3 separate regions of the Sus scrofa genome follow, and regions 1 and 2 are each linked to region 3. Evidence: chromatin contacts called from public HiChIP or PLAC-seq and promoter capture Hi-C data. All regions are on one chromosome and are shown on one strand. The core of a region is the stretch at or near the end of the contact, and the rest is flanking DNA. Distances in the headings are between cores, read along the strand shown. Region 1 holds the start of SLC35C2 (solute carrier family 35, member C2). Region 2 holds the start of DNTTIP1 (deoxynucleotidyltransferase terminal-interacting protein 1). Region 3 holds the start of NCOA5 (nuclear receptor coactivator 5).

Region 1 (4,125 bases), core at 344-2,843, 260 kb before region 3:
CATGTACAAACTCGTTCCTATTAACAGCTCTTTCTCTGTACTTGCTCCCTGCCCAAGGGAGCTTTCACCTTGACAAGGCTTCATTGCAGTGTGTCTGGGAGATGTTAGCGAGCTCCAACTGGAGCCGTCAAGAGTCCCTTCCAAGAGTCCCTTCCTCCTCTTCAAGGACTCTGCCCCCACCAAGCTCATGCCTGCGTGCACGCGGGTACACACACACACCCCTGCTGGTTAATGATGCCACAGACTGTCACACCAAGACAAAGTGCTTTCTGCTCAAGCCTGCCGGGTACAGCAGGAAAAGGCATACTCTACACCCGCGTGGACATGTCCTCCCTCTTCTTCCTGCCAGGGACACAGCCAGGAACAGCTCCAGTCCTCATGCCTTACAGAAAAGGCAAGTTCTTCACCCTGTGTGTTGCCGATGCTTGGTGCCCAGCCTACCAGCTGGTGTTTTACGCCGTAGCTCCAAACCTCAGCCTTGGTAGCTGGGAGGCTAGAATGAGGACGGTGATGTAGATACTGCATCCTGCCTCTGAGGGAGAAGAGGCTGAGAATCAGCACTTTCAAAAGGCACAGCAAGTGCATGCAGCCTTGGGGGCTGAATAAAGCCCAGAGCCTGGGTGCCATTGTAGGTGATGGTAAGTGCTGAATGAGCGAATGCCTGCGTGATGCCAGCTGGTGGGGCTGGGCAGCAGCGGCTTGCATAATGAACTGCTTTGACACTCTGGCCTCCATCCTTCTGTTCAGCGAGGCCAGGGAGCCCAGCTGAGTCCATTGCAAGGACTCCTGTTTGCAGCCAGCCTTAGAGCTACAGATCTAGGAGGCAAAAAGTCCCAAACTGGGCCTCAATCTGCAACCCTAGCCTGCCCTAGCCTCCAAATGTTTCCCTCTCTCCATATGCTCTCGGCCTTTTAATCCATCCTGCAAGATGAGGAGGATCCCAACTCCCTACTGGCATTTTTGGGCTCATTGCAACCTGCCCCTTGGTTACTTTTCCAACCATGGTTTTTTTTATAAACAAGTGGGCTCCAAGCCAGGCTCCAGTCTTCTTCTGGCCTCCTTATTTCCTCAGTCTGGGATGCTCTCCGACTCACTGAAATTGAGATCATTCTTTAAAGGTTCAGGCATTCAGAAAATGTTTAATGTTTATTATTTATTACCTCTCATGGATCTTCTAAGTCCTAATATTTAAAGCCCCTAACATCACTCCCCAGCTGGCTTGAGCTCCCAGAAGAAAAAGCCCAGGAGAGAGCTTAGTGTTTCCATGGTTGCCCAGCACTAGCTTGGAGAAAGTAAATACTTAATTTGTAAGCAGCTGACGGTTTTCTGGCTGCCAGAGGTGCGCAGGGGTCTGCAGGAGGCACCGGGGCTCCAGGCCGAGACCCCGGTGGAACCCAGGAGACAAACAACCACAGCCCAAGACCCTGCTCGGCGCGGGGCGCCGGGAGCAACCCGTGAAGCAGAGCGAGGGCGCGCTGCACGGGGTCTCCGCAGAGCGCCCTCGGCCCCGCCCCCGCCCCGCCCCCATCCCCGCCCCGCCCCGCCCTCGGCGGCTTCCGGCAGAAGTTCCCCGGGCGGGTGGCGGCGCTCGGCCTCGCACTTCCGGGAGGAGGAATCCCAAGCGCCCGCTACGAGGTGAGTGGGCGCGCGGCGGGCCTTCGGCGCGCTCCCGGGGTCGGTGGGAGGGGGGACCCGGGCAGGACTGGGAGCGGGGTCCCAGTCTGGCAACGCGTGCCACAGCTTGGGGCCCACCGGGGACCTGCCCCTCCCGGGCCTCGGTGTCCCCGTCTTGGAGGAGCCCGAGGCTCCGCGCGCGCTCCGCTCTCCCTCCACCCCCCGGCATTTCCCGAGCACCCGAGACGTGACCCAGGCAGGCATCACGCCGAGCCAGCCCTGCCCTTGGAGAGGCCGCATCCCGCCGTGGGGTGGGAGTTGGAGATGAACAGTAATCACGTAGGCAAATGAGGAAACGTCAGGCAGTGGGAGGTGCCACGAGGATTAGGAGGGTCCCCTACCCACACCCCTGGAGGTTCAGCCAAGCAAAGGTCGGTGGAAGAGTGTACTGGGCAGAGGGAACAGCACATGCAAGGAAGCACACAGGCTTGTGTTGGACCAGGGGCCAGCGTGGCAGAAAGGAGGGGAGGGAAGAATGAGGTTGCAGATGTGGGCAGAGGCCAGAGGGTAGGAGGCCTTCCTCTTGGGCCAGTGAGGGCCTGGTCTGTTTTCTGTGCTGAAGCCATCCCTCCCGCTGAACTGTGAACTCCAGACCATAGAGGGCGAAGAGGAAGTAGGGATACCAATTAGAAGGCTTGTTAACTTTGAGAAGGTGCTCCTTGGGGGCTCCCGTCGTCATGGGGACTCCCTGCAGTGAGGGGACCTGGACTGGTTCCTGGAAGGAAGGGTAGGATTTGAACAGTGGAGGGACAGCATGGCAGTGATGGAGCAGGAACCGCACCAAAAGCAAGAAGGCGCCAGAAGGCGATTCCCAGGAGGATGCAGACTGCCCCAGCTTGGGAGCTTGGAAGGGGACAGCAGTCTTAGCGCCGGCATGCCCTGGGGTTGCCCATGGGATGTCAGCAGTCAGACTTAATAGGGAGCAGATTTGTCCCCCAGGTGAAATTTAGCAGACATTGTTGGTTGTCACAACTTGGGATGAGGCGGAAGGGATGCTCCAGGCATCAAGGGTGGAGAGACCTGGGGATGCAGTGGAACATCCTCCAATGCACAGGACAGGCCATCTCCCCAAAGAAGATGATCTGGCCCCAAGTGTCAGTCATTCCAAAGCTGAGAAATGTTTGTAGAGAGGAAGGTGCACGGGCCTGGAGTTCTCTTAGATGTGGATTTGGTGCCCATGTGCTCCACTCTAGCTGTGTGAGCAGGAGTCTGATGTGGAGGTGCAGGCAGCAGAGAGAACCACAGAGGAGACCAGTGCGTTGTGTGTGTGTGTTTGGGGTGGGGGGGGGACCATGGTGATTCAGAGCCTAGTGGTGGCGGTCAGGAGATGGGACCCTGTATGGGATTTTTTTTTTTTTTTTTTTTTTTTAAGATAGAGCAGGCAGTATTTGCTGATTGAATGTGGGCCAAGGAAAAGAGAGGAGTCAAGGATGAGGACAAGATTTCTGGGAGTTCCCTGGTGGCCTAGCAATTAAGGATCTCATGTTGTCACTGCTGTGGCTCATCTTTGATCCCTGGCCCAGGAACTTCCACATGCCAAGGATGTATCCCCCCCACACACACACCCCCAAAAAAATCCTGGCCGGAGCAACCAGATGTTGGTGCTGCTGGCTGAAGTGGGAAGATTTGGACAGAGGGTGGATGAGTCCTGGGAAACAGGAGTCAGTCCTGAACAGGTTTGGTCCAAGGTGCCTGATGCTAGACATCGAAGCAGAAAGGATAAGGAGGCAGTGCATATTCTTCTGGAGCCGATGGGGAGGTCAGAGGGAGGGAGCCACTTCAAGGAGATGTGAGCTTGCATTTCAAGGAAGGGGACCGCCTGAGACCACCTAGCACAGCAGTTCTCAGCCCACTGGAAGCAGCACCCTCTTTTTAACGACAGATATTTCCTTAACAACCCCCGCTTTATTATCCTCAGATGAAATTTATGGTGAATAAAAACGATCTACACACAGAATTAAAAAAAAAATTGATGATGCCTTAGCCATAATAGAGAAGAGAAATAAAAGGAAAGTAATTGATAGTAAAATAAAATGCGTTTCAGTATGTGAGTTCCTGGGCAGCCCAGTCCTAGAAGCAACTGTGAAACCGTCCGTGCTTTCACCTCTCATAGAACCTCTGGGAGCGTGAAAGCCACCATGCAGAGGCCTGCAGCTGCAACCCGGTTGTGCTGGCAGCTGGCAAACCATGGCCGTACGTGATGTAGTTTTCCCCAGCCGGGAACTCGTGGTACTGTTTTATCAAAAACAGTTCAACCTCCCCTGAGTGTACGTGGTGTTCTTAGACACTTGCATGCCTGGTAGAACCATGGAGAATTTGCTCTGTGTTAACAGGGGAAATAGAGTTGGGTTCTGGATGCAGGACATTATAATTAGATCTTTCGCCAGTGTGAATGTTGAACTTATGCAGGATGCAGAACAATTCTTAGTTTTGTGGTCTCTCCCCCTGGAG
Region 2 (3,710 bases), core at 181-2,680, 270 kb after region 3:
ATACGAACACAGAGAAGTTCCTATTGTGGCTCAGCGGTAATGAACTCAACTGGTGTCCATGAGGATGCGGGTTAGATCCCTGGCCTCGCTCAGTGGGGTTAAGGATCTGGCGTTGCCACGAGCTGTGGTGTAGGTTGCAGACGTGGCTTGGATCTGGTGTTGCTGTGGCTGTGGCGTAGCATGGGAACTTCCATATGCTACAGGTGCGGCCCTTAAAAAAAAAATACAGAAAAAGTCTATACGCTTTGTTTTAGTGAACAGGTGAAGAAATATATATATATATATATATAGCCAGCATCCCAAAGACTCATCCTGTGCTCTCTCCCCTACTCTGAGATGGAAACTATTAGCCCCACATTTTTCCTAACTTCCATGCTATTCTGCCTCCTGGAGCCTTCAAACACAGAACCAGTGAATGTGAGGGATCCTGGGCATTGCTTAATCAACCTGCCTCCCTCCTGTGCACAAGTTCAGAGGAGGAAGTGACTTGTTTAAGGTCACACATATAGTTACAGAACCTGAATCTCCTCTTTCTACTGGTCAATGATCTCTTCTCAGCTTGGTCCAGTGGGGAACCAAAAGCGGCCTTCCAAGCCACAGCCTGGAAGGGAAGTCCCACCCAGGGTCAGCCTTACCTTGTTGTCATCTGTGAGCGGCGGCCCCTTCGCTGCACCTGCCGGTGCTTTATCATTATGTTCCAAGGGTTCTGTGGGGGACCAAGGGAGCAGAGGTCACCGAGGTCGGTGACACTGGGGTGGAGGTGGAGGGTGGGTGTTAAGTTAAACCTAGACATCCCCGCTTCTCAGGCGCTTTCATCGCGGCTCCCACCTTGGGGGAGGGGGAAGGGCAGTGGTTGGAAAGCCCGGCTAGGGAAGAGGAACCGAGGAAAAGTCCCAACCGCACTTTTCCAGGAACGTCTGGAGTAAGGGAACTAGTGTTTACCGAGAGCCCACTCTGTGCCTGATGATATGCGAGGCGCTTTATCCTCATTTATGTCCCTCCCCACAACTTTACAAGGCACCTTTCCTTTCGAGAAGAGGAAACTGCAGCTCAGGGGCTTGACAGGGCCGGCCCACGTCACCTAGCTAGGAGGGCAGCACCAGAATTTGAATGAAGCCCGGTCGTCGGACAGCGACAGGGCCAACTCCCTCAGCAGCCCCAGCCGCCGCGTTCTCTCGCCCGCGGGCAAGGGTCCCGGGAGCCCGAGGCCCTGCCCGGCCCGAGCCCAGGCCCCGCCGGGGCCTCCCCGATGGCGCCCTCACCGTGAGAACCAGCTGCCCCGCTGCGCCCGCGTCTCCCAGCTCGGGGCCGCCCCGCTCTGCCCCGCCGGGTCCCCGCGGCTGCTCGGCGTCGCCAGTGGCCCCCATGGCGCCCCCGGCCCCCACAACTCCAGCCCAACTCTGCCACCGGCCGGAAAGTGGCCCCGTGACGTCATTGGAGCGCGCCGCCCACCGCCCCGGAAGCGGGACGCGGCGAGCGGCGGGGTTACCAGGGGAACCGAACCGCTGCGTCTCCTCAGGTACCCGACGCTCAGGGGCAGTTTGGGTGGCTGGGCTTCCTCCAGGGAGCGGCCGCGCCTCGGATGTGCACTTCAGTCAAGGATCGTTCTGTGGCCGGTCCAAGGCCCTTGGAGAAGTGCGAGGCAGGAGGAGGGGAGAAGGTTTCCACCGGCTGGGGTTAAGGAGCGGAGGGGAACGTTTGGTATCGTTGCACCAGCAGTTGTCTTCGAAAACTAGATTTTAATATGCCCGGGACACAGCTGGAATTGAATGGGCCTAATGCGAGGACCCCGAAACCCAACAAGAGGGAGGGGGTCTGGCTCTCACCTCAACACCCACCATTCTCTCCCAGGGGTTGCCTCTTGGCGTCTGAGGGCATCTGAAGGAAGATTCTGGGCTCCTCTCCCCAGACGGGTGATTCTAGGATGAGCTGGGCATGCAGGGGTTTAACAGCTGTGGAGTTCCCCAGAGCCTTAGCTCTGCATTAGACGTAAGAAGTCCCTGAATAGAATTGGATCTACTTATGAATGAGTTACTTTTATCAGGTCATAATGTGGGGTAGTAGGAAGTGTATGAATTTTTTTGTTTTTTTGTTTTTGCTTTTATTTTGTTGTCTTGGCCCATGCCGGTGGCAGGCAGGAGTTCTTGGGCCCTTGCCACAGCAGTGACAATGCCTGGTCCTTAACCCACTGAGCCACCAGGGAACTCTGAAAGTGTAAGTTCTGCAATTAGAAAGATCTGAATTTAAATCCACTATAATATGATTAAGAACACTGACTATGGAATTGGACTGTTTCCTTTGTCCTACCACTTATTAGCTGTGACCCACATCTACTTCTGGGCCTCAGTTTCCCCATTGGTAGGTCACTCATAGGGTTGCAGTGAGGATGAAGTGTATTAATTCATGTAAAGTATTTGGAACTGTGACACTAGTAAACCCTCAAACAATGCTGTCATTACTACTATCAAATTCTAGCAACCGCCACTTAACTTAATGACCTTGGGCAATTTTGCCTCTAAACTAGTTTTCTTACGTTTATAAGATGATTGTGAGGAGGAGTTCCATGGTGGTTCAGTGGGTTAAGGATCTGGCATTGCCATTGCCGCAGTTCTGGTTACCGCTGTGGTGCAGGTTCCATTCCTAGCCCAGGAACTTCCCCCATGCCATGGGTGTGGCCAAAAAAAAAAAAATTGTGAGAAATAAATAAGGTATATAAAGCACATATTGGATCATCAACAAATATCAATCATCTCCTTGCTCCAGTATCAGCCTTTTTTTTTTTTTTTTTTTGCTTTTTAGGGCCGAACCCATGACATTTGGAGGTTCTCAAGTTAGGGGTCGAATTGGAGCTGTTGCCGCTGGCCTACACCACAGCCACAGCAATGCCAGATCTGAGCCTTGTTTGTGACCTACACCACAGTTCACAGCAACGCCAGATCCTTAAGCCACTGAGCGATGCCAGGGATCAAACCTGCATCCTCATGGATGCTAGTCAGATTCATTTCCACTGAGCCACGATGGGAACTCCTCCAGTATCGATCTTAAAACAATAAGGCAACTTCCTGGCACCAAACTCTTTGGCCCTGTTGAGGTTTTTGCCTTGAGCCTTGAATGTTCCCTGCTCTTTAACTTTATGGGGCTAAGCAATGCCAGTGGACATTGTTAGGTATCATGGCTGACCAAAGTCATAAGCAGGATAGATAAGGAAAGGGAGTATAAATGGTCGAGACTACTATTTGAGTCATAGCAGCTGTTCTCTTGGTCATACAGTCCATGAATGGCTTGTGTGAGTTAGAGGGACCAAGATGTAGGTTTTCAGTGCCTTTGTATTAGTTTGGAACAAACTCAAATACTGCTTTTCTGTAGTTTTTGGATAGTTTCTTTTTTCTTTTTTTTTTAAGATTACAAAAATTTGTTTAATCAGACATTTCCACTTTGGGACTTTGATAAATGGATGGTTTCTAAGTAGTCCATTCCATTCTCTGTTTTCTAGGTTGCTAGTTTGGACAGGAGCCATGATGCATTTTATTAGCTTTGGTTATTTTCTTTAGTCGTGTCTCTAGTCCTTTCCTCTGTCATTTCAGCTATAGCTGTGTCCCTCCAGAACCCTTTAGGGTCCTCTTTGATCCTTTATCCAATGGGTATCCCTCCATTTCCCTAGCTGTCTGTCCACTGATTCCTCATTGTTGTCCAGGGGTGTTGTGTACATT
Region 3 (3,904 bases), core at 1,036-3,535:
TCTGGATGGGTAAAGATAGCAAGTTGAATTGAGTCACAGAATCTCTGTCCCTGTATATCTAACCAAAAAGTAATAATATAAAATTAAAAGGTACCTCTCCAAAATTGAGAATTAATTCAACCAAACAATGAAAGCATACATCTTTATGGTATAAGCACCAAAAAAGAGTAACCAAGGAAAGAAACATAAGAGTCTGAACTGAATCAAGTGTAGTATTTGTCTTTGTTTTTTTATTGAAGTATAGTTGATTTACAATGTTGTGTTGGTTACTGGCATCTTTTTATTTTTTTTCTTTTTAGGGCTGCACCCGCAGCATATATAGGTTCCCAGGCTAGGGGTTGAATCGGAGCTGTAGCCGCCGGCCTACACCACAGCCACAGCAACACCGGATCCGAGCCATGTCTGCAACCTACACCACAGCTCACCACAAGGCCAGATCCTTAACCCACTGAGAGAGGCCAGGGATCAAATTCACAACCTCATGGTTACTAGTCAGATTTGTTTCCACTGTGGCACAACGGGAACTCCTACAATGTTGTGTTGGATTCAGGGGTAGTGGAAAGTGATTCAGTTATATACACACACATGCATGTATGTATATATTTTTTTCAGATTCTTTTCTCATATAGGTTACTAAAAAATATTGAATATAGTTCCCTGTGCTATACAGTAGGTCTTTGTTGTTTATCTATTTCATACATCAAGTGTGGTTTTTTGTTTGTTTGTTTTTTGTTTTTGTCTTTTCTAGGGCCACACTCGCAGCATATGGAGGTTCCCAGGCTAGGGGTGGAATCGGAGCCATAGCCACTGGCCTTCGCCACAGCCACAGCAACATGGGATCCGAGCCATGTCTGCGACCTACACCACAGTTCATGGCAACACCAGATCCTTAATCCACTGAGTGAGGCCAGGGATTAAACCTGCAAACTCATGGTTCCTAGTTGGATTCGTTACCCACTGAGCCAGGACAGGAACTCCTCAAGTGTGGTTTTTTAACCTGACCCACAAAAGGATATCAGGAAAGCAAGTGAATCCACAAAATCATGAGACTTCTCACCTAGAGCGAGCTAACAACTGGGATAAAGTAAAGGGAAAATCTCTGGGAGTAGGAATCCCTCTCTGCCTTCAGAACCTCTCAGCAGAGGTGGGAAACCAGACAGCTTCCATTTTCCCAGGTGCCGTGATGAATTATGAGGATCCAAAGGTCAAGCATATCTGCTGATAGGATCAGACACATCCTGCACTATTCACAAGGAGAAAAAGTAGACAATAGAGTGCCTCTCAATTTCTCTCCTTCAGCTATTTTTGTTTGTACTCAAGTGTGATTATCCGCCTAACTCTATCTTTCTGCTAGACAGTAATCTCCAAGATAGCAGGGATGGGTCTGCATTTGCTCATGCTATTGCCTAGCAAATAGGTGTATAATAAATCCTAGAGCCACCTAGGAGGTGTATAATAAACATTCAGATTGAAAATCAGTGAAGGAAAGAGCATATGAGTTAGTGTCAAAGAAATCTTATTTCCCATAGTGTTCATATTCCACAGCCACCATTTTTATTTTGCATGCACTCCTCACAAGGAGAAAAATGAGACCCCATGGGGTCTGGGACATTTCCTAACTAATAAAAATAAGCCTACCTGATTCATATAGCCATCACTGTGATTAATAGAGTGTATTTACAATTGGGTGAGCAAACTCCATTCCCTGTGACACATATATTCTACAGATTAAATAAACAATACAACATTTTATGTGCTTCACAGTCAACAACTACATTCTGGTAAATTTATTTTGACATTGAATGAATATTCCAGAAGGAAGTCAAGAATATCACCAGAAGCTTTTTGCCTCTTGTCAGTGAAACTAACAGGAAACACAGCCTACTTAAACGTTAACTTAAAACATTTTCTCTACCTTTCTGCTCCTTGTGATCCAGAAGTTATAGGAATGTATAAACTAGTCCCCAATACAAACATCTGTAGGTATTGAGGTTTATGTGAGGCGACTCCAAAGTATTCTAGGATTCAAAGGATCTGTTTCTACAGTTAGGAAAGGCGGCACCCTGAATATAAAAAGAAAGGCGAAGCCCTTTTAGGATATAGGGAACCGGGCCTGGGACCCAGCTTCAGCCGGGGACGCCGTTACTAAGCAACCCCACGCTTCTCCAACTGCCGCCCAACCCACTTCCCCGCCCTCATTGCTAAGGAGATCGATGCTCCAGCCTTGCCGCAAACCTGAGCGCTCTTGCGACATTGCCGCGCCTGCCGCTGCGTGCGCGCCCTCTGCCCCCACTCTCCGCCCCGGCCGCCATTGCCTCGTGCCCGCGCCGGTCGGTTGGTGGCGCCTTTGTCCTACGGCGGGCAGGTGGGCTGAAGCGGAGGCGGCAGCGGCGGGCCTGAGGCGAAGGAGCGGCCGGGAGCCCGCCGCGCTGGTAGCGGTGAGTGCGGGGAAGCAGTAGCCGTCCGCCGAGGCGTGGGGCTGACGGGCAGGCGGTTGAGGGGGTCGGGGCCGGATGGGGACGCTGAGGCGGGAGGGCCCGCTCGACGCGCGGCCACGGTCTCGGCTCCTCTCCGGGTGCGCGCGGGGCTGCGCATGCCCTGTACGGGGCGCGGCCTCCTTTGGCTCCGGTCCGGCGCAGGCCCGGCCTGCCAGGGCGGCCGGTGGTGGACTCTGGGCCGTGGCGCCGCACCGCTGCCGCCAGTTTGTGCGCGACCCGCCGGTAATAGTCGTCCAGGCTCTTCTGTAGGCTAGGGCTGCACACTCCGCGCCACCTTCTCGAAATGCGAAGTCGTTCGCCTGCGGGTCGTCGGCGAGTCGGTGGCGCAGTCGGGATTCGAACCAGGGCCGAGGCGCCGGCCTCACCGGGCGTTCTCCGGGGCGCGCGGCGCGGGGCGGCGAACCGAGTGCTCCGTCCCCCATCGTCGCCGCCTCGCGGCCCCCTGACAGCATCCTCGAGACGTCTCGTTGTTATGTGACCCCACCCACCCATTTTATAATACGGACCTGCGCCCAGAAAACGGGGAAAGAAATCGGGCCCGAGGTTACCCTGGCAACTAGCGACCGAGCCAGCGTCCCAGCTTGCTGACCCTCCGTCTCCGGACCCCGAGCACTTTCCGCACCCAGGCAACCCGCCGGGGGCTTTTTTTTTTTTTTTTTTTTTTTTTTTTTAAGGACGACGTTACCCCGATTTCAGTCTCTCGCGTTGCACTTTTATGTCCGTGTATTCATGTGTACTGCTATTTATTTACCAAATGTTACTTTTTTTCTTTAAGCTGACTTCTTTTTCCCCCTCCGTTTTAATGTGTGTTTAAGGTGGAAACGTAAATCACCAACCGTACAATGGTCATTGAAAAATAAATACTTATCTGTTAAAAATAAACGGTGCGTCCTTGTTCCTCCTGAAATTATTCTGCGTTCCACGCTTTGGGAAACGCTGCTCTAGGAGTATGGGGTTAATTATGATCCTTCTGTCTAGCTTTGTGCACAGAATTTCTCCCTGAGGCATAGCAGATTTCATGAAATGTCTCAGGATCTGGGGGGGTAGTAATTAATATTCTAAGCCTTGTCGTTGTAAACTCTCCTCATTATTGACTTAAGGCGGGATAGTCCCAGAGAACTGCAGGAACTGTGCGCTCAAGGGCACCCTGATGTGCTTCCTCTGTTCTTGCAGCCTTGTGGTGTCATAGTTACCTGACAGTTTAAAAAGATGTGTCTGCAAACGCCGATGGAGCAGTTTGGGTTTTTGACAACTCTCGATTTAATGTTTTCTGTATGAGTCAGTCTGGGTGTGAAAACTAACTTTCACGTTGACTTTTCTGAAACAGTAAAGCCCAAGCTTTGCGTTGGAGTGCTGGAGATCACTTGGTTATATGTTGACATCTGTTCCATCGTTCTGGTTTCTTT

Evidence for each region. Promoter capture Hi-C pulls out the DNA fragments that hold promoters and counts their contacts. HiChIP or PLAC-seq counts read pairs in DNA pulled down with a chosen protein or histone mark.
Region 1: a promoter capture Hi-C map of liver shows a contact between it and region 3, with 3 times the contacts expected there. The contact joins the promoter of SLC35C2 here to the promoter of NCOA5 in region 3. A contact is called at or near these places in 1 of 5 promoter capture datasets (liver), 1 of 47 Hi-C or Micro-C datasets (liver) and 1 of 2 datasets of contacts at active chromatin or transcription factors (alveolar macrophages).
Region 2: an H3K27ac HiChIP or PLAC-seq map of alveolar macrophages shows a contact between it and region 3. The contact joins the promoter of DNTTIP1 here to the promoter of NCOA5 in region 3. A contact is called at or near these places in 1 of 5 promoter capture datasets (fetal liver) and 1 of 2 datasets of contacts at active chromatin or transcription factors (alveolar macrophages).

The regions. Positions count from the first base shown.
Region 1 is chr17:48,522,580-48,526,704 of Sscrofa11.1, reverse strand. It overlaps SLC35C2 (solute carrier family 35, member C2), which reads left to right and starts at 1,593. Exons shown (of 10, transcript NM_001185159.1): 1 at 1,593-1,635. ELMO2 (engulfment and cell motility protein 2) reads left to right here. Exons shown (of 21, transcript XM_021078300.1): 21 at 1-6.
Region 2 is chr17:47,992,378-47,996,087 of Sscrofa11.1, reverse strand. It overlaps DNTTIP1 (deoxynucleotidyltransferase terminal-interacting protein 1), which reads right to left and starts at 1,430. Exons shown (of 13, transcript XM_001928813.6): 1 at 1,263-1,430; 2 at 636-706. The coding sequence starts at 1,367. It overlaps WFDC3 (WAP four-disulfide core domain protein 3), which reads left to right and starts at 1,344. Exons shown (of 3, transcript XM_013985426.2): 1 at 1,344-1,519. The coding sequence starts at 1,366.
Region 3 is chr17:48,262,330-48,266,233 of Sscrofa11.1, reverse strand. NCOA5 (nuclear receptor coactivator 5) reads left to right here and starts at 2,285. Exons shown (of 7, transcript XM_021078317.1): 1 at 2,285-2,438.